Regions from separate parts of the Sus scrofa genome. Here region 1 is linked to region 2. Evidence: chromatin contacts called from public HiChIP or PLAC-seq data. All regions are on one chromosome and are shown on one strand. Each heading gives the region's core, a stretch centred on a gene start, on an enhancer-like site or on the middle of the called end of the contact. The rest is flanking DNA. Distances are from core to core; before and after follow the strand shown.

Region 1 (6,341 bases), core at 2,730-5,229, 160 kb after region 2:
AGGTGGCCAAAAAAGAAAAAAATAATTGTGATTTTGCTCTAGGTTTATCTTGTAAATTCAGAAGCCCTTTGCTGAATGCTCTATACAAGCTTTTGAAGACACGATAAATTAAACCTAAAATAAAACACAGAACTCTTAATTTCAGTTTCATTAGATATCTCCATGATAGAAAAAATATAGTTTGGCAAATCAATCTTTTAGTATAGTTTAGGTAACAGATTCCTGTTTTTGTTTTTTTTTAAACTAAAGCGACAGTCTTTCTCTTACAAATCTCTACAAACCAGAATATAAATATATACCACAATGGCCTGAGACTGAGCCTAATTAGTTCAATCAGGCAGCATCTGAAACCAAGGGAAAAAAAATTGAAAAAGTGGCAGTTTTAAAATTCAAAGTGCTGGAAATGCTCCCTCAGCCAAACCTTACTGATAGTAAAGCCTTAGTCTTCAGAGCAAGCAAATTTAATATATTACAACTGTTTTTTGTAAACTAGTGAGTTTATATTGTGATTCCTAATTCATAAGTAAGTTTTCCTTTTTTCAGGTACAGCCATAGGAGTTCCTGTCGTGGCTCAGTGGTTAATGAATCTGACTAGCAATCATGAGGTTGTGGGTTTGATCCCTGGCCTCGCTCAGTGGGTTAAGGATCTGGCGTTGCCCTGAGCTGTGGTGTGGGTCACAGACGTGGCTTGAATCTGGCGTTGTTGTGGCTGTGGCGTAGGCCAGCGGCTACAGCTCTGATTAGACCCCTAGTCTGGGAACCTCCATTTGCCTCAGGTGCGACAGAAAGACACAAAAAAAGTACAGCCATAAGATCTGTAGGTTGTTTTTTTTTTTTTTTTTGTCTTTTTTCATTTCTTTGGCCACTCCCAAGGCACATGGAGGTTCCCAGGCTAGGGGTCAAATCGAAGCTATAGCCACCAGCCTACGCCAGAGCCACAGCAACGTGGGATCCGAGCCACGTCTGCAACCTACACCACAGCTCACGGCGACGCTGGATCCTTAACCCACTGAGCAAGGCCAGGGACCGAACCCACAACCTCATGGTTCCTAGTTGGATTCATTAACCACTGAGCCACCACGGGAACTCCCAAGATCTGTAGTTTTTCTTGTTAATATGTTTGTGTGCACAATATACATGAGATATTTCTATCTCTGGGAGGTGTTTTCAAAATTGAATTTATAAAGAGCTCTATTTAATTGATTGAAAAGTAAACACATCCTGCTGAACAGCATTGAGAACTATGTCTAGATACTCATGTTGCAACAGAAGAAAGGGTGGGGGAAAAACTGTAATTGTAATGTATACATGTAAGGATAACCTGACCCCCTTGCTGTACAGTGGGAAAATAGAAAAAAAAAAAAAAAAAAGTAAACACAGGTTATAATCAATAAGTTAATAGCTGTTATTAAAGTTAGTATAAGTTTGTTGGTCTAATCAACACATGTCTGTAGAGTCATTAACACTAAGCATAATATTTTTATTGTACCCAGGTTTAATAGAAGTCAAATAAGACCTTTATCGGCTGCAAATTTTTCAGTAAGGAAAATCACTTGATATGATGAAACTTTAAAGTAAAGGTAAACAAGATAAGAGCTTTGGGGTAATCTCTTTAAAATAATTATATTTTTAAAATGTCTGCTTAAGTTGATCTCTCCAGATATTTGGTAACTTAAAGTTCGAAAGTTGTGCCAGTTTAAGAGATGAAAATTTATTGAATAGCTAGGTCATTCCCAAATAAAATAAGATACTGAGACATTAATTACTAAACAGAGACTAAAGGTATTTAGGACTATTACTTACTATATTTGGAGCCACCCTGAGATGTTCTCTATAAGAAAACAAATGTTTTAGAAATTATCATTGGCATTTGATACAGAGATAATATTCACCAATCTGCAGAATACTAATGTAAAAGACAGTCCATAATTACTTCTTAGTTTTCACTAAAAGTTAAGGTTTCTTAAAAAGGGTTGAGGATTCTGGGGTTCCCATTGTGGCTCAGTGGTAACAAACCCAACTAGTATCCATGAGGATGAGGGTTCAATCCCTGGTCCCACTCAGTGGGTTAAGGATCCCAAGTTGCCGTGAGCTGTGGTGTAGGTTGTAGATGTGGCTCGGATCCTGCCTTGCTGTGGCTGTGGTGTAGGCCAGCAGTTGCAGCTCTGATCTGACCCTAGCCTGGGAACCTCCACATGCCACAGGTGCAGCTATAAAAAGCAAATAAATAAATAAATAGCTAATAGAAATAATAAAGAAACATTTCAGTACACAGTAGGATAGTAGGAAGTGGTGACTTAAAAAATGTATACGACCTAAAAGGCTTGTTTTAATTATTATTATTTGTCTTTTTATGGCCACACCTGCAACATATGGAAGTTCCTAGGCTAGGAGTCGAATGGGAGCTGTAGCCGCCAGCCCACAACACAGCCACAGCATCGCTGGATCCAAGACGCATCTTCAACCTATACCACGGCTCATGGCAACGCTGGATCCTTAACCCACTGAGGGAAGCCAGAATCAAACCCATGTCCTCATGGATACTAGTGGGGCTCATTACTGCTGAGCCACTATAGGAACTTCTGAACCTGTTGTGTTTTAAAAATCTTTGACTCGCCCCTGAACTGTCTGCATTTTTTGCTGGAGGCCCCCATGGAAAAGCTTCTTGAATTGCTTTGAGAGTTCCTTGAATGCAGTTGTGCTCCCATCCCAAGGGTGATCTTTGGAGACCCTGCACCTGGTCCCAGGATACCCACTTAAGTGACTGTGTACAAGCCCCTGAGTCCTCGTGTTGTGAAGCAAAAGGCTTTTCCTTTAGTCTCCCAGGCCTTCCCTCAGTCTTAAAAGGCTGACTCAAGAGTTAATGATTAAGGGAGTTCCTGCTGTGGCACAGCAGAAACAAATCTGACTAGTATCCATGAGGATGTGGGTTCAGTCCCTGGCCTCGCTCAGTGGGGTCGAGGATCTGGCGTTGCTGTGAGCTGTGGTGTAGGTCGCAGACACGGCTTGGATCCCATGTGGCTGTGGCTGTGGCTGTGGCCGGCAGCTACAGCTCAGATTTGACCCCTAGCCTGGGAACTTCCATATGCTGTGGGTGCAAAAAAAAAAAAAAGTTGATGACTACGAAATACTGTAACAGCTAAAAACTAGTTAAAACAGTCTGTGTTATGTTATGCCCTGCCTTGGCCCACTAACTTCCTCTAACTGGCTTTTTACAAATGATTTCTTCCTTGCTTAAATACTTTCTTTTACTAATGATTACTTTCTAGTTGGAGTTTTATTGTGGGCCTAGTGTTTTCCTTTGAAACACCCCCTAAAGTCCCCTTCCTTTTGTGAGCAAATTTCACTGCAGGGAGAAAGTCAAGGTGTGATAACCCTAAGAACCACCAGAAACAGTCACTAGACCACCAGACTCCAGCCTTGATGACTTTGAAATAATCTATGGAGGGAGAAGAAAGCAAGCACCCTAATCCTTTTCACCAGCCCTGTTTTGTTTTTGTTTTTTGTTTTCTGTTTTCTTGGGTTTTTTTTTAGCTAAACCTATAAAACCCCTTGCTAAAGGGAGGACACAGTTTTGAAGGTGTAAGCCTGCTGTTGTTTCTGCTTTACCCAAAATTCTGTCTCTGAGACTCAATTGGTACTGGTGTACAGGAGGCTGGGTTTTGACTACAACCTGGGCTGGAAGAACAGTCGGGAGGACCTGCAGAAAGGCAGGCAGCTGGCACACAGAGGATTCCTGAAAACTGCTCATTCTTCTCTGTCTTTATTGGCAGCTGCTTTTTTCCTGACCCTCTATGTGCCAGATAATTGATTCTGAACAGTATGTTCGAGGCACATAGGCTGATGCCACATCTCACAGATGATGTCATTTGGAACCTCACTGTGATGGAAGGGCACACGCTTCCTTGTACAGTGAGTCAGAGCCATGCAACAGTTGACCAACCGTAGTTGTGGGCAGATATTTTCAAAACCGCTTTTGAGTCATTCTTTCTACCCTCCCTCTAACTGTGTGAGTAGCAGAGCTGGCTGGCTGGAGGCTGAGCCCACGCGTGCGTGCCTGCCCATTTCCTGCTCTGCATGACTTGAAGGAGGGACCAGGTCCTCTCTAGGACCTCTCCAGGCTGCACACCTAGTGCGCCTGCTCTCTGACTGACTACCCAGTTCTAGCAGATTTATGACATTCTCTTGTAGATATACTCCACAGAGCCCTGAGCTGGGACTGGGGACAAGGCATGCAGAACTTTGAATTCCACTGGAGGCTTCCCAGAGACACACCTATGCCAAACCCTGGGAGGGATGAAAGGAAAAGACAGAGGGAGAGAAATAAATAGAGAAAGAAGGAGAATTTCCAGGTAATTTAGGCAATGAGAAGGTCTAGAAGCGCCCTCCTGGTACAGAACACCTAAGACACTGGATAATTATTTTAAAACACCTTTTAAAATCAATGACCAATGTGGCAGAAAGGTAAGGGGAGTCCCCAGAGCCTAGGATGCCGATCCAGAGAGGTGAGGGGAGGTGGCACCTGAATGGCCTGGGGCACCCTGTGGTCCCTCAGGTCTGGAGCCTGGTCTTTATGGCTTAACCCCTGCCCAAGGAGGATGGAGACTAGGTCTGGGCTGGGAAGGATATGACCTCTGTCTGAGGCCCACACTGAGCCTGATTCCCCAAAGCACAGCCCTTTCAATGCCTGTTTTAACTCCTTCCCTAGAAAACAAAGGCCTAGGCAAAGCCTGTGTAGAAATGCCATATTGGGGCGTGTGATTCAAGGGAAGTGATGTTAGGAGAGAAAAAGCAATACAAAGTGGTTTATTCCTGAGCTGGCTACAGCCTCATGAGAAAGTAAGGCTGGTCCCCTGGTCATGTGGGACTTTTGCTAGGGCCCCAGGGAACTGCTGCCTCCTAGAGCATTGCCTGCAAGGACAAAAGACAAGCAGTTTAATCATCAGTTTTTCTGTCTCTTTGGTCCACATTCCCCTGGCATTCACATCCCTGCATCTGTGGGTTGTGTAACCTGAGCTCTCTGCGCAGCTGATGGGAAAGCCAGAGGCTCCATGGGTGTAGGCAGGTCAGACCTAGAAGCAGAGCTGTCATGTCCCTGGTGCTGTGGGCATGACTGGGGCTGCCCAACAGCCTTCACCTCATCCCCGGGGAAACTGAGATGCTGGCAGTACCAGGAATTGAGGCTCAGGAGGTGGAGACCTACACTTAGAATGCTGGGGACCGTATGGGCCCCCACTGGGGTGCTCTGGCTGGGAGGCAGCCAGTGTTCAGAAGGCCAGCGAGGCTGAGCAGTCCTGGGGAGGCACCTGAGCTGGGTCCAGGTTAAAATCTATAGAGACAGATGGTTGATTAATAAATTGCTATTTACAAAGGTATGGGCACGTAGATGCACCACAGGGACAAGTGCAGTAACCTGGACCCCACATTATAAGGGCAAGGTGAGCTACTACCTTTAGGCTTAAAAGGACAAAGGGAAGGAGAGATTTCCAGAACTAGAAGCAGGAGTGAGTGCAGTAGATAACTTTGAGAGGCACAGGGATCTTGTGGTGAGGAGCCCAGTCAAGCTGAGGCAACTTCACAGGAAGGGATCCAGAAGGTTAAATACCTAATGTGGTCAAGTAGATCCAAATGGGCAGAGCAGAATGGAAAAGGGTTTACTCTAGAGGAGTAAACTGAAGCTATCTGGCATAACCATAGGTAACACTCCAAGTCATATGAGTTCACAATCAAAATCAAAGCACAGGAGTTCCCGTGTGGCACAGCAGAAACGAATGCAACTAGTATCCTTGAGGATGCAAGTTTGACCCCTGGCCTAACTCAGGGGGTCAAGGATCTGGTGTTGCCATGAGCTTCGGTGTAGGTCACAGACACGGCTTGGATCTGGCATTGCTGTGGCTGTGGCTGTGGCCGGCAACTATAAACGCCAGTTTGACCCCTAGCCTGGAACTTCCATACTGCCATGGGTGTGGTCCTAAAAAGCAAAAAAAAAAAAAAAAAAAAAAATCGAAGCGCACACAGAACCAAGCCAGCATGAATCAGAATTAATCAAAAAAATCAAGCCTCAAAACCAAACCCATGAGGACTTTGGATACAGAAATTGTAAATAAAGACTCTAAAATGAATATGTCAATGTATTTAAAGAAATAAAGAAAGGTAGTGGAATATGATGAAGAGATATAAAGCCATCTATCAAAAACAATTTGTGTCATATGAAAAGCAATAGACATTCTGAAAATGAAAATTACAAACTGAAGATATAAAATGCAACAGAGGAGTTGAGATTAAATACAGGAGAATAATTTATGAACTTTAAGAAAGATGTGGAAGTTCCCTTCGTGGCT
Region 2 (6,793 bases), core at 499-2,998:
AAGCATTCTCCCCAGAGGGTGTGCAAATTAGGGGGTGCTTTGTATGATGGGGTGCCTTTCCACAAATCCACAAGTATGGACCTAAGAGGCACAGGAATTCTTGAAATTGGTCCAAGCCATTCTGATATGCATCAGACCTTTGATATCCACACCCTACCCATTATGCAGAGGTGGCCCCTCCCCCTCTCAGGCCTCCCCAGGCCAGTGTTGGAGACAGCAGCACTCCTAGCATACCCTGTTCCCACACCTCCAGCTGTCCCTCTGTAGAATCCACCTCTGCAGGCCCCTGAGCTGAAAGGCCACCAGAGAGAGTAATTTTGACAGTTTTACTTTCTGTCTATCCCAATGCTTCCCATCTACCCCGCCACACACACACACTTTATATAAATGTCAGATGAATTTTCCAGAATCCAGTTTTCATTTTTACACAGAACCCTCAAACCTGTGGTTTCTAGTGTAAGCTGACACAACAGTGTTTGATTTTAGTAGAGCTAGCCTTATGACCCGTGTCCAGGCAGGCTGGCCTCTTGCCCTGGCTCTGAGGAGTTGTGGCTTTTGGGGCAAGTCACTTCTCTCTACATACCAGGCTCCTCATGTGGTCAGCACAATCAAAAAAGGAATCAGAGTGGTTGGTCTTGATTTCCCATTCAGCGTGTCAGGCTGATTCCCCAGTCATTGCCTCTTCCTCCCTCCCCAAATCCCACAAAACTCATGGGCGATGTTTTAAAAAAATAATCAGTCCTAGGGTTCCCGTTGTGGCTCAGCAGATTACGATCCTGACTAGTATCCATGAGGTCACGGGTTCAATCCCTGGTCTCGATCAGTGGGTTAAGGATCTGGCTTTGCCATGAGCTGTGCTGTAGTTCGCAGACATGGCTCAGATCCTGCATTGCTGTGGCTGTGGTGTAGGCCAGTAGTTGTAGCTCTAATTTGACCCTTAGCCTGGAAACTTCCATATGCTGCAGGTGTGGCCCTAAAAAAAATAATAATAATAGTAACAATAATAATCAGTCCTCACTGCAGCCCAGAAACAGGGAAAAGTGCCTTTACTGGACCAGAACTTTGCATATCTAGAAGATAGAAAGCAGACTGCACCCAGTACATGGAAGCTCCAAGCAGCTCTAGAAGTCTACAAGCCAGCATGGGCAGAGATGGGTCAGCTCAAGAAATGAGTAGACTTGGAGTTCCTGTTCTAGCTCAGTATGTTAAGGACCTGACATTGTCTCCTGAGGATGTGGGTTCAATCCCTGGCCTCACTCACTGGGTTAAGGTTCTGGTGTTGCCACAAGCTTTAGCATAGGTTGCAATGTGGCTTGGATACAGCATTGTTGTGGCTGTGGTATAGGCTTCATCTGTAGCTTGATTCGACCCCTGGCCCAGGAACTTCCATATGCCACAGGTGCAGCCATAAAAAGAGAAGAGAGAGAAAAAAAGGAAAAAACAAAAATTGAGAAACATAAGCTCAGGTTCCCCAAAGGCTGGGAACAGAACATGCCATGGGGCAGTCACCAAGATAACGAGAGGGTTATTAAAGACCAAGAGAATGAAACCAAAGAGGCTCTTCCTGGGTGATGGGGCAGGAGGGAGCAGGACAGAGCCCCCAGTGATGTCCTACCACCATCAGGGACATGAAGAACAAAAAGACTTCGATGCCGGGCACATAGGCAAAATGCCCCCCAAATGTTCCTCTGCCAGGCTGAGTCCTTTCCCACTTCCTCATTTAAGGGGAAGCCCCGGCCAGTCAGCCAGAAGGGAAGTCAGTTTGTCCAAATGTCTGCTCCACACACTCCAGCCTAGGCTGAGCCCTCTCCAGTGTGTTCTGGGCTCACCCATCTTAGCTGGCCTGATAAAAATCAATGACCGTAACACTTTGGGAAATCTTCCCTGGTTGCTAATATCTGTCCCTCTAGTCTTATTATAAAGCTAGCAATTTGAAAAAGGCACTGAGGGGAACATGCAAACCAGTGGCTCTCTGAAGAGCAAAGTCAAGGCCAGATACAGAAAAGACTTCCCTCCTCAAAACACCTCCCATGTTGCCTGGCTCTAGAGGTTATTATGTTAGTAAGTAAAGAACATGCTACTAGGAAAAAAATACAGAGAGCAAAAAAGAATTGCTGAAAATTAAAAATATGATTACAAAGTAAGAAATTCCGTAGATGAGCCAAATTGTAGAATGGATACAATTGAAAACCAAGATGGTGATTAGGAAGACAGTCAGGAATAAATGCACCAAAATGGCCAAGGAATGTCTTGTAAAGAAGAAGAGGAGTTCCCACTGTGGCTCAGCAGTAATGAACCTGACTAGGATGAATGAGGACTTGGGTTTGATCCCTGGCCTCGCTCAGTGGGTTAAGGATTCAGCATTGTTACAAGCTGTGGTGTAGGCCTCAGACATAGCGTGGATTCTGAGTTGCTGTGACTATGATGTAGTCCAGCAGCTGCAGGTCCGATTCGACCCGTAGCCTGGGAACTTCCATATGCTGCACATGTGGCCCTAAAAAGAAAAAAAAATGGCCAAAAGCAAACTAATGGAAAAGGTAACAAAGGGTATATATAAAGAAAATATGAATGTATATGAAAACATATATATACAGAGAGAGAGCTATCAGTCCAAAGAAAAACAGGCAAAGGTATGAACAAGGAGTTCCCATTGTGGCACAGAGGAAACGAATCTGACTAGGAACCATGAGGTTGCAGGTTCGATCCCTGGCCTCGCTCAGTGGGTTAAGGATCTGGTGTTGCTCTGAGCTGTGGTGTAGGTCGCAGACGCAGCTCAGATCTGGCGTTGCTGTGGCTGTGGTGTAGGCCAGCAGCAACAGCTCCAATTAGACCCCTAGCCTGGGAACCTCCACATGCCGCAGGTGCAGCCCTAAAAGGACAAAAGACAAAAAAAAAAAAAAAAAAAAAAAAAAAAAAGCTGTGAACAAGGAAATTCACTGTTGCAAAATAAAGGCCATTAAATATATGAAAAGATGTTTAATTACCCTAATAATAAAAAACTGTGAATTAAAATAAGTTATTATGGGAGTTCCCTGGTGACCTAGCAGTTAGGGATCCAGAGTTGTCACTGCTGTGGCGTTGATTCAATCCCTGGCGCAGGAACTTCCTCACGTGTGGGTGCAGAAAAAAAAGAAAAAAAAAAAAAAAGGCTTACTTTTCACTTTTTAGATTGGTAGTGAGTAAGCATGTTTATGAAGTTGTGGGGAAAGCACACTTTCAAATTCTTGGCAGTAGGATTAATTCAGATATCCTTGGAGGACAGGCTGTCTTTATCTATCAGTGTTTTTAGATATGCGTGCCCTTTGACCCATCAACTCTACTTCAGGAATTAGAACACACAAAAATGTTGACCATGGCATTGTAAAAGAAACCAAATATGGAATGAGGAGTCCTTCAGTAGGGCAATGGCTAAATAAATAGTTACAACCAGAGTGGAATATTATATTGTCATTAAAGAGAGTGGGGTAGATTTGTGTGAACTGATGGGAGAATATGGCATGTATTAATAACACATAAGTAATTCAAAAGATGTTTGAAGGAATATACCCCAAACTGTTAATATTGGTTCTTTCTAGAGAGAGACATGGTTAAAACTAGGGTATGAACTTTAGGGATGTTTTTTCTTGCCTTATGGTTTTGTTGTGTTTAGTTTTGTTTCCGTTTTACAGCCATATGTGTGGCATACAGACTTTCCCAGCTAGGGGTCAAATCAGAGCTACAGCTGCCAGCCTACGCCACAGCCACAGCCACAGCAATGCCATGTCTGAACCACATCTGTTACCTGTGCCACAGCTTGCAGCGACACTGGATCCCCAACTCACTGAGTGAGGCCAGGGATCAAACCTGCTTCCTCAGGGACACTATGTTGGGTTCTTAATCCACTGAGCCACAATGCAAACTCTGCCTTATGGTTTGAATTTTTTTGGCTGCACACTCTCAGCATGTGGAAGTTCCTGGTCCAGGGATCAAACCCACATGACAGTTGCAGCCTACACTACAGCTGTGGCTATGCCAGATCCTTAACCCACTGCACCACAAGGAAACTTCCACGATTTGAATTCTTTATCACGAGCATGTATTACTCCTCATGAAGATATTGGAAAGGTCCCCTGCTATCTGCTGTCCCATCACTTCCCCTTGGCCCACTGTCCTACTGGCTCTGCTTCAGAGCATTTGCTCATCCTTATTCTGTCCCATCCCAGGAATCACCTGGTGCCAGATCTTAGAGGGTCACCTAGAGGAGGCTGAGCACCAGCTGGAATTTCTGAAGGAGGTGCAGCAGTCCCTTGGGAAGTCTGAGGTCAGAGCTCTCTGGGGGCTGGGGTTGTTCCAGGATGGTGTCCCCACCCTCCTCCCTCACCGTTTCCTGTAGAGCAGCCAAAACAGCCTGGGCTTCTGCTTCACCCTCTGCCCAGCAGATGTTGCTTCCAAAACTTGGGCTTGCCTCCCACAGGTGCTGGTTTTCCTCCAAGCCCTCCTGGCATCCAGGAAGCACAAGGGGGAGCAGGAGGTCACGGCGCTGCTGAAGGAGGCCGCCGAGCTGCACTTCTCCAGCATGCGGGCCCTCCCCCTGGGCTCTGAGTACTTGGAAAGGCTTGACCCCCTCTTCCTGGTCTGCATCGCCAAGGAGTACTTGCTCTTCTGCCCCAAGCAGGTTAGAGGACGGGGCATTTGATTGTGGGGGATCTGGAGGACAGATCTGGATAGAGGCTGGTCCAGGGACCACACTTGGAGGAGCAGGGCACCAGCCCCTGCCCCTGCCTTTATCCTAGAGAAGAACTGGGCTCCCTTTTTTCCAGATGTCTTCTAAGAAGTATGTTGGTCTTTGTTTGTCTTGCTTTCCCAGCCAATCAAGATTTCTTGTGAGCAAGGATCATTACTTACATGCCTTAGTAACCACCCCCCCCATGCCTTGTAATGTCATTCCACACATATTTATTGATGGCACTACCATGTACCAGATGCCATGCTAGGTAGGGGGGGACCCAACAGTGAACAAAACTAAAGCACAATGGCTTTAGTAATAGGTAGTACCAAAGAGATGGTAAATACATGTGGAATAAAGTAAGATTCCTTCAGGAGTGTTCTCTAAGCGTTCCAGGAGTCTCTCTTGGAATAGGGCACACCATACAGGCAGACCCTCATATTCCTATAGCCCCGGTCTCCAGGCCAGATCGTGTCTCCGCTTCTCAAACAAGTCACTGCAATCTTGAATCCTGTAGTCAAGGTAGCACCAGCTCTGATCGACCCGCTGTATGTGATGGCCCAGGTCAAGTATCTCTCAGGTGAGCCTGTGGGTCCTTGTGGTCGGTGGGGCGCACGCACACACACACACACCCTCACCAGGTCGGCCCACTCCTTGTGGCTTCACCCAACTACCCCTGACACCTTCCTGACTTCTCACCAGCAGGGGTCTCTCCCACCTGGCCTTTTGCTAATTGCTTACTTGATCTGTGCCAGGTAATAGCCACTGAAATTGCATTACATGCCGGCGCTGCTCTGATCCTGGGGGCGCTGCTCTGATCCTGGGGGACGGCAGTACTCAAAACAGGCAAAAATTCCATCCCCGAGTTTGTAAGGGGACGTAGACAATAAACGTAGTATTGTCGTTAGGACAATGATTGCAAAAATGGAGATTATGAGAGCCAGGGAAGGGGTTCTGGATGGCAGGTTCTAGTTTTTAAAAAGTGGTCAAGGAATTCCCATTGTGGCTCAGTAGTAACTAACCTGATTGGTATCCGTGAAGATGTGGGTTCGATCCCTGGCCCTGCTCATTGGGTTAAGGATCCGGCATGGCCATGAGCTGTGTAGGTCGCAGACACGGCTCAGATCCCATGTTGCTGTGGCTGTAGCGTAGGCTGGCAGCTGTGGCTCCTATTTGACCCTTAGCCTGGGCACTTCCGTATTTCTTGAGTGCAGCCCTAAAAAGCAAAAAAAAAAAAAAAAAAAAAAAAAAAAGTAGTCAGGAGGAGTTCCCTAGTGGCTCAGCAGATTAAGGATCCCGTGTTGTCACAGGTATGGCTCGGGTCACTGCTGTGGCACGGGTTTGATCCCTGGCCCAGGAACTTCAGTATGCCACAGTGTGGCCAATAAATAAATAAAAGGTGGTCCAGAAGGCGTCATGGGGAGGGGAGACCCTGTGCCATTAGAATTTCACAGCCTCCAGCAGCTCGAATGGTCCCCATCCAGCCTCTCCCATCTCAAATCCCCAATCCTGGGAAGGGAAAGAGGGGGAAACCTTCCGTGGGTACTTGTCCTCTGAAGTACTTGCCCCCTGCGGCCTTTTACCCCCATCTGCTTGAAAGCCAGGCTGATCTCTGATGTCCAGAGGCTTCAAAAGGCTCCAGAATGCCGTGGCATGTTCTCTGGCTCTGTGTTGTATGGGTTGTACTCTGTCCAGAGCTTTGCAGTCTTCATCCTCGGTGCTTCCAGTTCATCTGGGGGCCAGGTTCTCCCACAACTTCAAGGTCTCCAGGGTACAAGGCGAGGGCAGAAAGCCCATCCCAACACATACACACAAATGCACAGGGGTGCTGGCAGCTGCCAGTGGCTTTAGGGACAAAGCAAGGTCTCCAGCTACTTTAGTTGTCATGGTGACATCTTCCCATTTCTGCAGCACAAGGGAAGGAGCAGGGAGTTTGGGACCCAGAACCCAGTGCTCCCACCTGCCAGGTGATGGACCCTGAGCAGGAGCTATTGAGGGGCCTGGCTACAGAGGGAGGAGCGCTGTCCCACCAGGGGACTGTACTCCACCCCTGGGCTGCCATGGCCACCCACTATGGGCCAGCCTGAC

The links. HiChIP or PLAC-seq counts read pairs in DNA pulled down with a chosen protein or histone mark.
Region 1: an H3K27ac HiChIP or PLAC-seq map of alveolar macrophages shows a contact between it and region 2. The contact joins two enhancer-like sites. A contact is called at or near these places in 3 of 47 Hi-C or Micro-C datasets (embryonic fibroblasts, fetal heart ventricle and liver) and 1 of 2 datasets of contacts at active chromatin or transcription factors (alveolar macrophages).

The regions. Positions count from the first base shown.
Region 1 is chr13:23,970,297-23,976,637 of Sscrofa11.1, forward strand. All of the region lies in intron 2 of LOC110256577 (a long non-coding RNA gene), which reads left to right. Among named protein-coding and RNA genes, the nearest start is that of CX3CR1, 16 kb to the left of the region's middle. Within about 2 kb of position 3,980, at least 14 of the 83 cell types and tissues checked have an H3K27ac peak or open chromatin away from gene starts, as enhancers often do. A contact at or near this core is called in alveolar macrophages, where this site is marked.
Region 2 is chr13:23,813,068-23,819,860 of Sscrofa11.1, forward strand. TTC21A (tetratricopeptide repeat protein 21A) reads left to right here. Exons shown (of 28, transcript XM_021071679.1): 10 at 4,203-4,300; 11 at 4,454-4,654; 12 at 5,156-5,285. Among named protein-coding and RNA genes, the nearest start is that of TTC21A, 19 kb to the left of the region's middle. Within about 2 kb of position 1,749, at least 7 of the 83 cell types and tissues checked have an H3K27ac peak or open chromatin away from gene starts, as enhancers often do. A contact at or near this core is called in alveolar macrophages, where this site is marked.